3 separate regions of the Ovis aries genome follow, and regions 1 and 2 are each linked to region 3. A link is a contact called in public Hi-C data. All regions are on one chromosome and are shown on one strand. Each heading gives the region's core, a stretch centred on a gene start, on an enhancer-like site or on the middle of the called end of the contact. The rest is flanking DNA. Distances are from core to core; before and after follow the strand shown. Region 1 overlaps RASGEF1B (RasGEF domain family member 1B). Region 2 overlaps RASGEF1B (RasGEF domain family member 1B). Region 3 overlaps RASGEF1B (RasGEF domain family member 1B).

Region 1 (3,227 bases), core at 404-2,903, 340 kb before region 3:
AATCGTGTCGGAATCAAAGCGTCATCTTTGGTATGACAGTATGGACTTCCCTGGTGGCTCAGATGGTAAAGAATCTGCCTGCAGTGCAGGAAGATGCAGGTTCGATCCCTGGGTCAGGAAGATCCCCTGGAGAAGGGAATGGCAACCCACTCCAGTATTCTTGCCTGGAGAATCCCATGGACAGGGGAGCCTGGCTGGCTACAGTCCATGGGGTCGTAAAGAGTCATACATGACTGAGTGACTAACACACACTCAGCAGCAATCAAGTTCTTCCAAGGCGACCAGCATAAGCATGGTGCAGAACATTTTGGAAATGAAAAATCCTACAGCTTTTGTGGTCTACCGTGCATGCGTTCCCACTTCAGTGGGAAGCCTGTAGTCTACTCAGGATGGCGTCAGAAGCAATCATTTGGCTTTCAATCATACTCTGAATGTAACTTTGTTCAATTCTGCTTATATTTACAGCTGGACTCAAGTGAAGGATTAAGATGGCGTTTGGGCACTACATTTTTCAAGTGTCTTTCATTAATGAAAGTCATTCTTTCATCTTATTGGTCCCCCGCACCCACCAATTTTCTCTCATATTTTATAGAAAAGTGTTGAGCATTTCCCAAGCCAGGACTCTTCTATGTTAATTAATTTTAAAAATGAAAACTTTTGTCCTCCTATTGCTTCGATTAATAAAGAGTGTTGAGAAACCAAATCAAAACAAAAATAGGCTTGTTAAGTTACCGGGTTGGCATATCACATGAGAGTCAGAAGTTAAAGTAACGTCAGCAGCATCCGTGAATAAGATGCCCCTCGTGTGCATCCTCCCCTCGACTACAACAGTTTGGCGTCTGTCAGTGGACAAAAGTGCTGTTGTGGGAACTGTGGGGTCCAGCCCCATACATGACACATGAAAGCACCCCAGAGAAGCCTCACCCCGTGGGCTGCCCTGCCTCTGTGCTGTGGGCCCTGCAGTGGCCCGTGAATGACTCGAGCCCCTCTTGGCTGTGGTCTTGCAGCTCCTGGAAACAGTCTTAGGCGCTCACCCACAGACAAGAGAGGCTTTGTGGAAGCCCAGGTTTCCAGCACAGAAATTCCAGCAACTTTTGTTAGAGCAAAAATTACCAGTTTGGATACCCTGGAGAGGGTTGTTTTTGTTTAGTTGCCAAGTCGTGTCCGACTCTTTTGCGGTCTCATGGACTGTAGCCCACCAGGCTCCTCTGTCTATGGAATTTCCCAGGCAAGAATACTGCAGTGGGTTATCACCTCCTTCTCCAGGGGATCTTCCTGACTCAGGGACTGAACCCACATCTTCTGCATTTCAGGAGCTAATTTGACTTTACCAGCATCTACTCTCCCCCAAGACAGCACATTTCAGTGCCGAGAGAACTCCCCACCCCCGCCCCACTGCTGCACCACTCCCTCCAGAGCACTGACTCAATCAGCTGAATGACTGGAAGTGGGAAAAGACTGGGAGAGTCTCAGAGGACATTAAAGGGATGTGGATTCTACTAAGTGTGTCCTGGACTCCATCAAGAAGAGCACCCATGAGCTGCTGACATGCCTTGCCCACGGATTCCCCCAACTGGCCCATGGGCACCCCCCTTGCTTCCTGTCCCTCACCCACACACCCACTCACCTTGTGGCCGGCTCTCTGTGCATGCTCCTGATGGTGGCGATAGTGAGCTATAGCAAGTGGCTAGTGAGCCTGCATAGACATACAGATGGCTAACAAGTATATGAAAACATCACTGATCGTCAGGGAAATGCAAATCTAAATCACAATGAGCTAACTATCACCTCGCACCTGTTAAAATAGCTGTTATCACAAAGACAACAGGTAAGTGTTGGCAGTGATGTGGAGAAAGGAAACCCTTGTCCCCTGTTGATGAGAATGCAAATTGGTGAAGTCACTATGGAAAACAGTGTGGAGGTTTCTCAAAAATTAGGACTAGAATTGCCATGTAAGTAAGCCCATATCTGGGTATAAATTCAAAGGGAATAAAATCAGCATTTTGAAGAGGTATTTGTACCCACACTCCCATCCATGTTCATCACATCATCATTCACAGTAGCCAAGTGAACAGCCTAAACATTTGTTTTTTTTTTTTTTTTTAGTTTTTTATTTTTTAAATTTTAAAATCTTTAATTCTTACATGCATTCCCAAACATGAACCCCCCTCCCACCTCCCTCCCCATAACATCTTTCTGGGTCATCCCCATGCACCAGCCCCAAGCATGCTGCATCCTGCGTCAGACATAGACTGGCGATTCAATTCACATGATAGTATACATGTTAGAATGTCATTCTCCCAAATCATCCCACCCTCTCCCTCTCCCTCTGAGTCCAAAAGTCCGTTATACACATCTGTGTCTCTTTCCCTGTCTTGCATACAGGGTCGTCATTGCCATCTTCCTAAATTCCATATATATGTGTTAGTATACTGTATTGGTGTTTTTCTTTCTGGCTTACTTCACTCTGTATAATCGGCTCCAGTTTCATCCATCTCATCAGAACTGATTCAAATGAATTCTTTTTAACGGCTGAGTAATACTCCATTGTGTATATGTACCACAGCTTTCTTATCCATTCATCTGCTGATGGACATCTAGGTTGTTTCCATGTCCTGGCTATTATAAACAGTGCTTCAAGATTTGTATGGAAATACAAAAAACCTCGAATAGCCAAAGCAATCTTGAGAAAGAAGAATGGAACTGGAGGAATCAACTTGCCTGACTTCAGGCTCTACTACAAAGCCACAGTCATCAAGACAGTATGGTACTGGCACAAAGACAGACATATAGATCAATGGAACAAAATAGAAAGCCCAGAGATAAATCCACACACATATGGACACCTTATCTTTGACAAAGGAGGCAAGAATATACAATGGAGTAAAGACAATCTCTTTAACAAGTGGTGCTGGGAAAACTGGTCAACCACTTGTAAAAGAATGAAACTAGATCACTTTCTAACACCGCACACAAAAATAAACTCAAAATGGATTAAAGATCTAAATGTAAGATCAGAAACTATAAAACTCCTAGAGGAGAACATAGGCAAAACACTCTCAGACATAAATCACAGCAGGATCCTCTATGATCCACCTCCCAGAATTCTGGAAATAAAAGCAAAAATAAACAAATGGGATCTAATTAAAATTAAAAGCTTCTGCACAACAAAGGAAAATATAAGCAAGGTGAAAAGACAGCCTTCTGAATGGGAGAAAATAATAGCA
Region 2 (3,239 bases), core at 505-3,004, 280 kb before region 3:
TGAGTTTCAAGCAATAGCTAACTTTATAACTGGGGATTGAGATGTTTCTTTATGCAGTTGGATTAATCACAAGAAGGAGGCGACGGCAATAAAAATGGAAAGAGTGGCTGAATATGCTCCTGTGCTGAGTCATATCACTGGTGCTGCTATTTTGTCAACACTGAAAACTGGATTTTGTACTTTATACCATTCCTTTTCTGTTTTAGCTCGTGACTGTTATAACATTCTGCTCAATCTGCCGGAGATACTTGAAAATCTTCCCAAAGCTATCATTAGCATATAAGGCAAGGCAGGGCCAGCCGGCATTTCTCTGCCTACTAGCATGTGGGTGTACTGGATGAATATACCAGAGGTGATGGTGCCTGAGCTTTTCTGATATTGACTGTATTGCTACAGAGTAAACAGGAAGGACAGCAGGATGGCATTTGAAGGTTTTGTTAATCTGTGCTCGAATGTGTGTATGTAAAGGAGTCTCCAGGTCCAATCTTCTGCTAGGCTCCCATCCTGCACACTGAGTGTGAAGCCCAGCTTCTGGGAAGCCCTGTCATTTTCATATGGAGTGAATGGCTTGGGCTTTCGTACTGTCTGAGCTTGCCTTGTCCTTTCGAGGGCCTGGATGGGGTGGCTGTTCTCTGATGGGGATGTTTATCTGGCCGTTATAAAACAGTCAGGAGGTCTCTCCAGGGGCTCTGCACTTGAACGCACACTGTCAGTGGGTGAAGGCTGGGCATGTGGATTTATGGAGTCTCCTTTAAAATCTGTTGCAACTTATCAGGGTCTTCTGAGGCCAGATAGCCTAGAATAAGTAATCTCAAAGATCAGCTTATTCCCTTTTTAAAGGTTTTGCTCCTCTGAGAACATGACCAGATTTTTTATCTCCCCAAATAAAGCATGTAACGACATGCCTTTTGATGTTGTACGATCTTGTAACTTCTGCGCTCAAGGACAGGATGGAATTGAAAAGAAATCTTCTTATAGACTCACTGTGGACACGTACAGAGAACAAGAAATGCTTTTTTGTTATTTGAAACTGCGGAGTTCTGGGGTTCTTTGGATTGACAGCGTAGTCTGACAAGAAAAGCATCATATCAAAGCTCCCATATTGAGGGGCAGTAGAAATATGACAAGGGCGATTACTTAAGAGGAAAGGCTTGGAAATTTGTTTATTTGTTTGCTTGTTTTAACTTTTGGAACTGCTGGCCAGCAAGTGTAGGAAAAGATTGAAAAGATACCAAGGTCAAGATCTGTAAAGCCTCTGCTTTTTAAAAAAGTTGTAGTAAAATTTTCCATTTTAGCCATTTTTACATGCACTTTTCTGTGACGTTGAATATCAGTACATTCACACTATTGCGTAACCTTCACCACCCTTCACCTCCAGAATTTTTTCATCATCACAAACTGAAGCCCTTTACCCATTAACAACAGCTCCCCTTTCCTTAATCTCCAGCAACCACCATTCTACTTCCTGTCTCTAAGAATTTGACCTCTCTAGATACATCATGTAAGTGGAATCCTACAGTATCTGCCCTTTTGTGTATGGCTTATTTAAAGCTCCCCCCTGTTAAAAAAGATTGCATTCTAGTTTTTGCTCACAGTCCCTATATCTGTCTAGTTATTTTGATGACAGGCTTTGCTCAAAGAAGAGAGGAGGATGACAAGAATCTGCCTAATCACTGACTCTGGGAATGAGTTGAGGTGACTGCATGCTTTCCAAGCCAGAGGTCAGCAACCTTTCTGAGTTGGAATGCCAGAGTTCCAAGCCCTGCGCTTCCTTTGGGTCAAAGGTCAGGGATGGTTTCAAACCCTGAGTGAGCAAGTTCTGCCTCCTGATGCTGTGGGGAAGACAGGTTGCTCTCCTGCAAATTGAGGTGGAGAGACAGCTTTGATTTCTTTCAGTTGCAGAGGAAAGGTTGAGCCCAGTGACAGCAGGTGGTGATAACTTTCAGGAGAAGCTGTGGCAAAAGTGATAAGTCCCAGAGGCCATCAAAGAAGGAGGGAGCTTCTTTACCCTTCCTTCTACTTGAAGAAAAGTCAGTTGTCCAAAGTTGTCTGAGGAAATGATTGCCTTTTTGGTCATTGCTTTTCCTCTTTCTAGAATTACAGTCGTTGGCAACGTGTGGATGATCTAAGGTGGACATAGGAGGGCTGAGGGGTCAGGGGACTGCAAGTCGGAGGATGCAAGCCAACCTGCATTGATGTGGTCCCCAAGCTCCTGTTCAGGGAGGCAGGCCACCCTTGGAGGAGACAGGTGAGCCCTGCAGGCTGCCTCTGAAATCCAGCTCCTGTCTACTCCATGAGATCTGAGGGCCCCGTGGACAAGAGTGCTGAAAGCCCTATCTTCCGGGCATATTGAAGTTTTTCTTTGGAAATTAGTAGGATCAGAGACTTACTTTTTAAAAAGGATCACAGGAAATTTCTATAATTGCTGTAGAGATAATAAAATAGTGCTCTGGGAAGAATGGGGGAAAGGACAGTTAGGGAGTTGGGGATGGACATGTACACACTGCTCTATTTAAAATGGATAATCAACCAGGTCTGTTGTATAGCACAGGGAACTCTGCTCAATGTTATGTGGCAGCCTGGATGGGAGGGGAATTAGGGGGAGAATGGATACAGGTATATGTATGGCTGAGTCCCTTTGCTGTCCACCTAAAACTATCACAACATTGTTAATTGGCTATATTTTAATGTAAAATTAAAAAAAAGTTTTAAAAAACTGTGCTCTGGTTTATGTATTTTGCTCAGTAGGTATCAGTTTTGTGTCAGGCAGTTAACTAAGTGTTGAGGATACAGCAGAAGTATAAACACACATGGTTCCCTCCTTCATGAAGCACACAGTCCAGGGATCAGACAAATATAAATCAACCAGTAGGTCAGTCAATAAGTTTTTATTGAACATGCATTGTTCCAGACACTGAGGATATCCAAGGAAGCTAAGCGGATACAAATCAGGTAGAGATGTCAGATGGTAACTCTGATGAAAGCTAAGTAAGGGAAGTGTTTTGAACCAGGAAAGCCTATAATCCAAGCTTAATAGCCAGGGAAAGCTTGTTTGGAGATCTGAGAGATGGAAGAGCATCACCAGGGAAAGGGGACAAGAGTGCATACCAGGCGGAGGGAAGAGCACATGCAAGGGCCCTGTGGTAGGGAGCTTGGGTGAGCATGAGGGTGAATGGAAGCCATCTGTGGCTGGAGTCGGGTGAGAGGGATTGGTGGACTCGTGAAGGCTGGAGAGTAGG
Region 3 (3,071 bases), core at 136-2,635:
TATTGGCCAGAAAAAGAAAGTTTCAAATATCTCAGCAAGCTCTTTTTGACAGCCCTTAATTAGATGATGATGATTTTGATTATCCAGAAGATCATTTTTATTCCTCTGGGAAAATGACAATTAATTCTCATCATAAACAGCACCCAAGACGTAAGGAAATAAGACCGACTGGCTTTGTATGTTTGCAACTGTATTTCATGAGCAATGCCACCTTCCAAAGTTCAGTAATTTGCCACAATCACACATGCCAATTTCTCAAAAAATTTCCCCCAGAACTCCCAATTGTCCTTTTACTTTTCTAAACCAGCACCTACTGTTTCTGCTAGAATGCACCAGCCCTTTCAACGACAAGGAACGTGGAGCCATCTACTGTTAAGGCCAGGAACTGCATGGAAGTTGTAGATGAAAAACTGTAGGAAGAATATGCATGGGGATCATTTCCTACAAAAAAAAAAAAAATAGTAAAGATTTATCTCAAAGAAAGGTTTTAAATGATCCTCCAGGCCTATTTATAGTTTCCATGTACTGAATTGTTATTTTGTGTCTTGATAAACTGCTGACAAGATATTCCCAAGTCAAAAGATGACAAACTTTAGCTTTGTTTTTCTTCCAGGGAAACCAAAGATAGTAATTATTTGAGTCAGAATTCTTTTCCTTCGTTGATTAGGAATTAGTTTTTTTTTTTTTTTAAAGTAGCATCTAGGGGAAATGAAGCAAAATGCAAATTCATTTTTTTATATGGAAACCTGTAACAAATCAGGAAATATCCCTATTTCATGCTTATAGAGAGAAATAGGACCTTCTTTCCTCAGAAATACTGATTATTTCCCCTTGACTGTGAGATCTCCTAAGCATCTGGGGCTCAGTTCCAAAGAATGTACTTATCTGGGAGTTACTTACTTTTTGTTCTCACGCCAAAGAGGTGAGTCCATTCTTACTTGTCTGCTCTGCATTGTTTGTAATCTCAACACAATACCTCTTTTTTCAAGGAGGTTAACAAAGGTGTAGCTTTACTAGCATCTAGAGATGCTGCTAGGGAGAAATGAGAAGATCATCTTTGAGATGTTTTCAAGCTCAAAATAAGCATGTTTTAGATTGTGTTGGAAACTTGATTTTACTTTCTTCCAACTCAGATCCATAATTAGAGAAACACTCTCTGAGCCTACTGTTGACTGTTGTCTTCTGAGATTCCACAGTGCCTGAAGGAGGACAAAAGTACTTGAGATCCCAGCTGGAGTCAAGCTGAAATATGTGAACTCTTTTTTCATTCCCATCTCTGGAACCTCAAGTGAGAAAGGGAAGTGGTGGCCTCTCACCAAAGGGCAAAGTTCCTCTGGAATCTAGATGGGAATTTGGGAACCAGTCATTCCCGGATCTTAAATTAAGCCTCTCCTTACTAAGCAAATATGGTTTCGAAGTTCAACTGTGATAGAGTGGCTATCCTCTACCTCACTGGGACACATGCCCAGCATTTTTGAACAGAAGCAAAAAGATAGTAATCAATATAAAGGCATTGGGTTTATTAAATATCTCACCAAGGCGCTCTATGATGAAATAGGGAGAAATACACCTCTTTTTTTTCTTACACTCCTACCCTTTGCAATCTCATTCTCCTGGGTGTAAATGAAATGCTGACTTGACATCTTGGTAGAGATTTACAAAACACCTAAAGCAGATGTTGAAGGATGGCCTTTGATTTAGTTCCCACACCCATCTTTTCCTGGCCCTCTTTTCCAATTTGCATTGTCACCTGAAACCACCTTAGCCTCATGCACCTGCCTCCCCATAAATAACCTTGTGCAAAAGCAGTCGCTGATTCAAGCACAGTCTGCTTTTCATCTGGTGCCTTAGTTGGTTTGAAACCATTAGGCATGCCTTTCAAATCCATTCATCCCTTAAATCACCCAGAGCCTGCTTCCTTGCTGCTGGATCAATGTCACGCTGAACTCTGGCAGGGTCCTTGAAAGAACATGATATATCTTTGTGACTGAATTAGCTGCTCCTGTGAGATATCTTGTCTGTCAACCAACTTTCCAGGTTCCCAAATTCATTTTAAGAAAGAGCATTCATCTTGTATACCTGGATTGGGTATCGCTTACTTCCCCTTCGGAAGTTTCCCAGAAGAACCTGTAATCTGTATGCTAATTCTGGCGACTCAAAGCTTTCTTTTATCCTGGGTCATTGTTTTAAAAACCAAATTCATTTCCCATTGTCTCATTGCCTTCTCTCCATTCCAAAGTCCTCAGTTTGTGGAGGGTGTGGGAGGCGGGGAGGCCTATTTAATTATCTCTGCCCCCCCAAAAAAGAAGTGTCTTTTTCATTCTCTTTAACTCCATTGGATCAGTACTACCAGGAAAAAAAAAAAATATTGCTTTCTAAGGAGCCAGTTTTGAATGTGTTACACCAAGGTTCTCTTCAGAACCACCATATTCTCCTTCTTTGAGGAAGTGGGTAATAAATACGATCCAAGTTCTGTACAGGCCAGCACACATACTTCCTAATCTGAGATCTGAACTCTCTAAAAGTATATACACATTTGTTGGTTGATTTCTTGCAGAGAAGTTTGTGATCTCCCTAAAGAGCTAGAGCCACTGGCCAAATAGAATATATTCTGAGTTTCCAGCAACTGGGTTACAAATGAAACTTTGCAAGGTGAGAACTGTTTGTGAGGTTAACCTGTCTCTTAAGCCTTATCTTCCTGGTAGTAATTTGAATAGAGTCAACAGCTTTTTCAAGCATCTCACATAAATCTCACTTTTTCCAAAGGAGTTAACTGCTTTGAAGTTTGACTTAACCAGCAAATTAAGGACTCTGCTTAATCGCCTGGGGGAGGAAATGGCAATCCGGTCCAGTATTCTTGTGTGGAGAATCCCATGGACAGAGGAGCCTGCGGGCAGCAGTCCATAGGATCTCAAAGAGTTGGACAAGACCGAGCACAGCACAGCACTTAATGCTGTCACTTATTTCAGTTTTGGAAAAAAGTGACTTTCTCCTAAACCAGAATTTTTGCTAGCTGGTCCCCACAGCAGGTACACTGGGTTGGGCAAAATTTGTACTAAAGAAGGATGGAG

Evidence for each region. A called contact is a pair of places that touch in the nucleus more often than the background predicts.
Region 1: a contact with region 3 is called in a Hi-C map of liver, with 2.5 times the contacts expected there. The contact joins two enhancer-like sites. A contact is called at or near these places in 4 of 16 Hi-C or Micro-C datasets (blood, liver and tail adipose tissue).
Region 2: a Hi-C map of liver shows a contact between it and region 3, with 6 times the contacts expected there. The contact joins two enhancer-like sites. A contact is called at or near these places in 3 of 16 Hi-C or Micro-C datasets (liver and mixed tissues).

The regions. Positions count from the first base shown.
Region 1 is chr6:97,287,862-97,291,088 of ARS-UI_Ramb_v3.0, reverse strand. All of the region lies in intron 3 of RASGEF1B (RasGEF domain family member 1B), which reads left to right. Among named protein-coding and RNA genes, the nearest start is that of TRNAW-CCA, 170 kb to the right of the region's middle. Within about 2 kb of position 1,653, at least 2 of the 54 cell types and tissues checked have an H3K27ac peak or open chromatin away from gene starts, as enhancers often do. A contact at or near this core is called in liver, where this site is marked.
Region 2 is chr6:97,229,211-97,232,449 of ARS-UI_Ramb_v3.0, reverse strand. The region is part of intron 3 of RASGEF1B (RasGEF domain family member 1B); the gene reads left to right. Among named protein-coding and RNA genes, the nearest start is that of TRNAW-CCA, 120 kb to the right of the region's middle. Within about 2 kb of position 1,754, at least 4 of the 54 cell types and tissues checked have an H3K27ac peak or open chromatin away from gene starts, as enhancers often do. A contact at or near this core is called in liver, where this site is marked.
Region 3 is chr6:96,952,270-96,955,340 of ARS-UI_Ramb_v3.0, reverse strand. All of the region lies in intron 4 of RASGEF1B (RasGEF domain family member 1B), which reads left to right. Among named protein-coding and RNA genes, the nearest start is that of TRNAW-CCA, 160 kb to the left of the region's middle. Within about 2 kb of position 1,385, at least 10 of the 54 cell types and tissues checked have an H3K27ac peak or open chromatin away from gene starts, as enhancers often do. A contact at or near this core is called in liver, where this site is marked.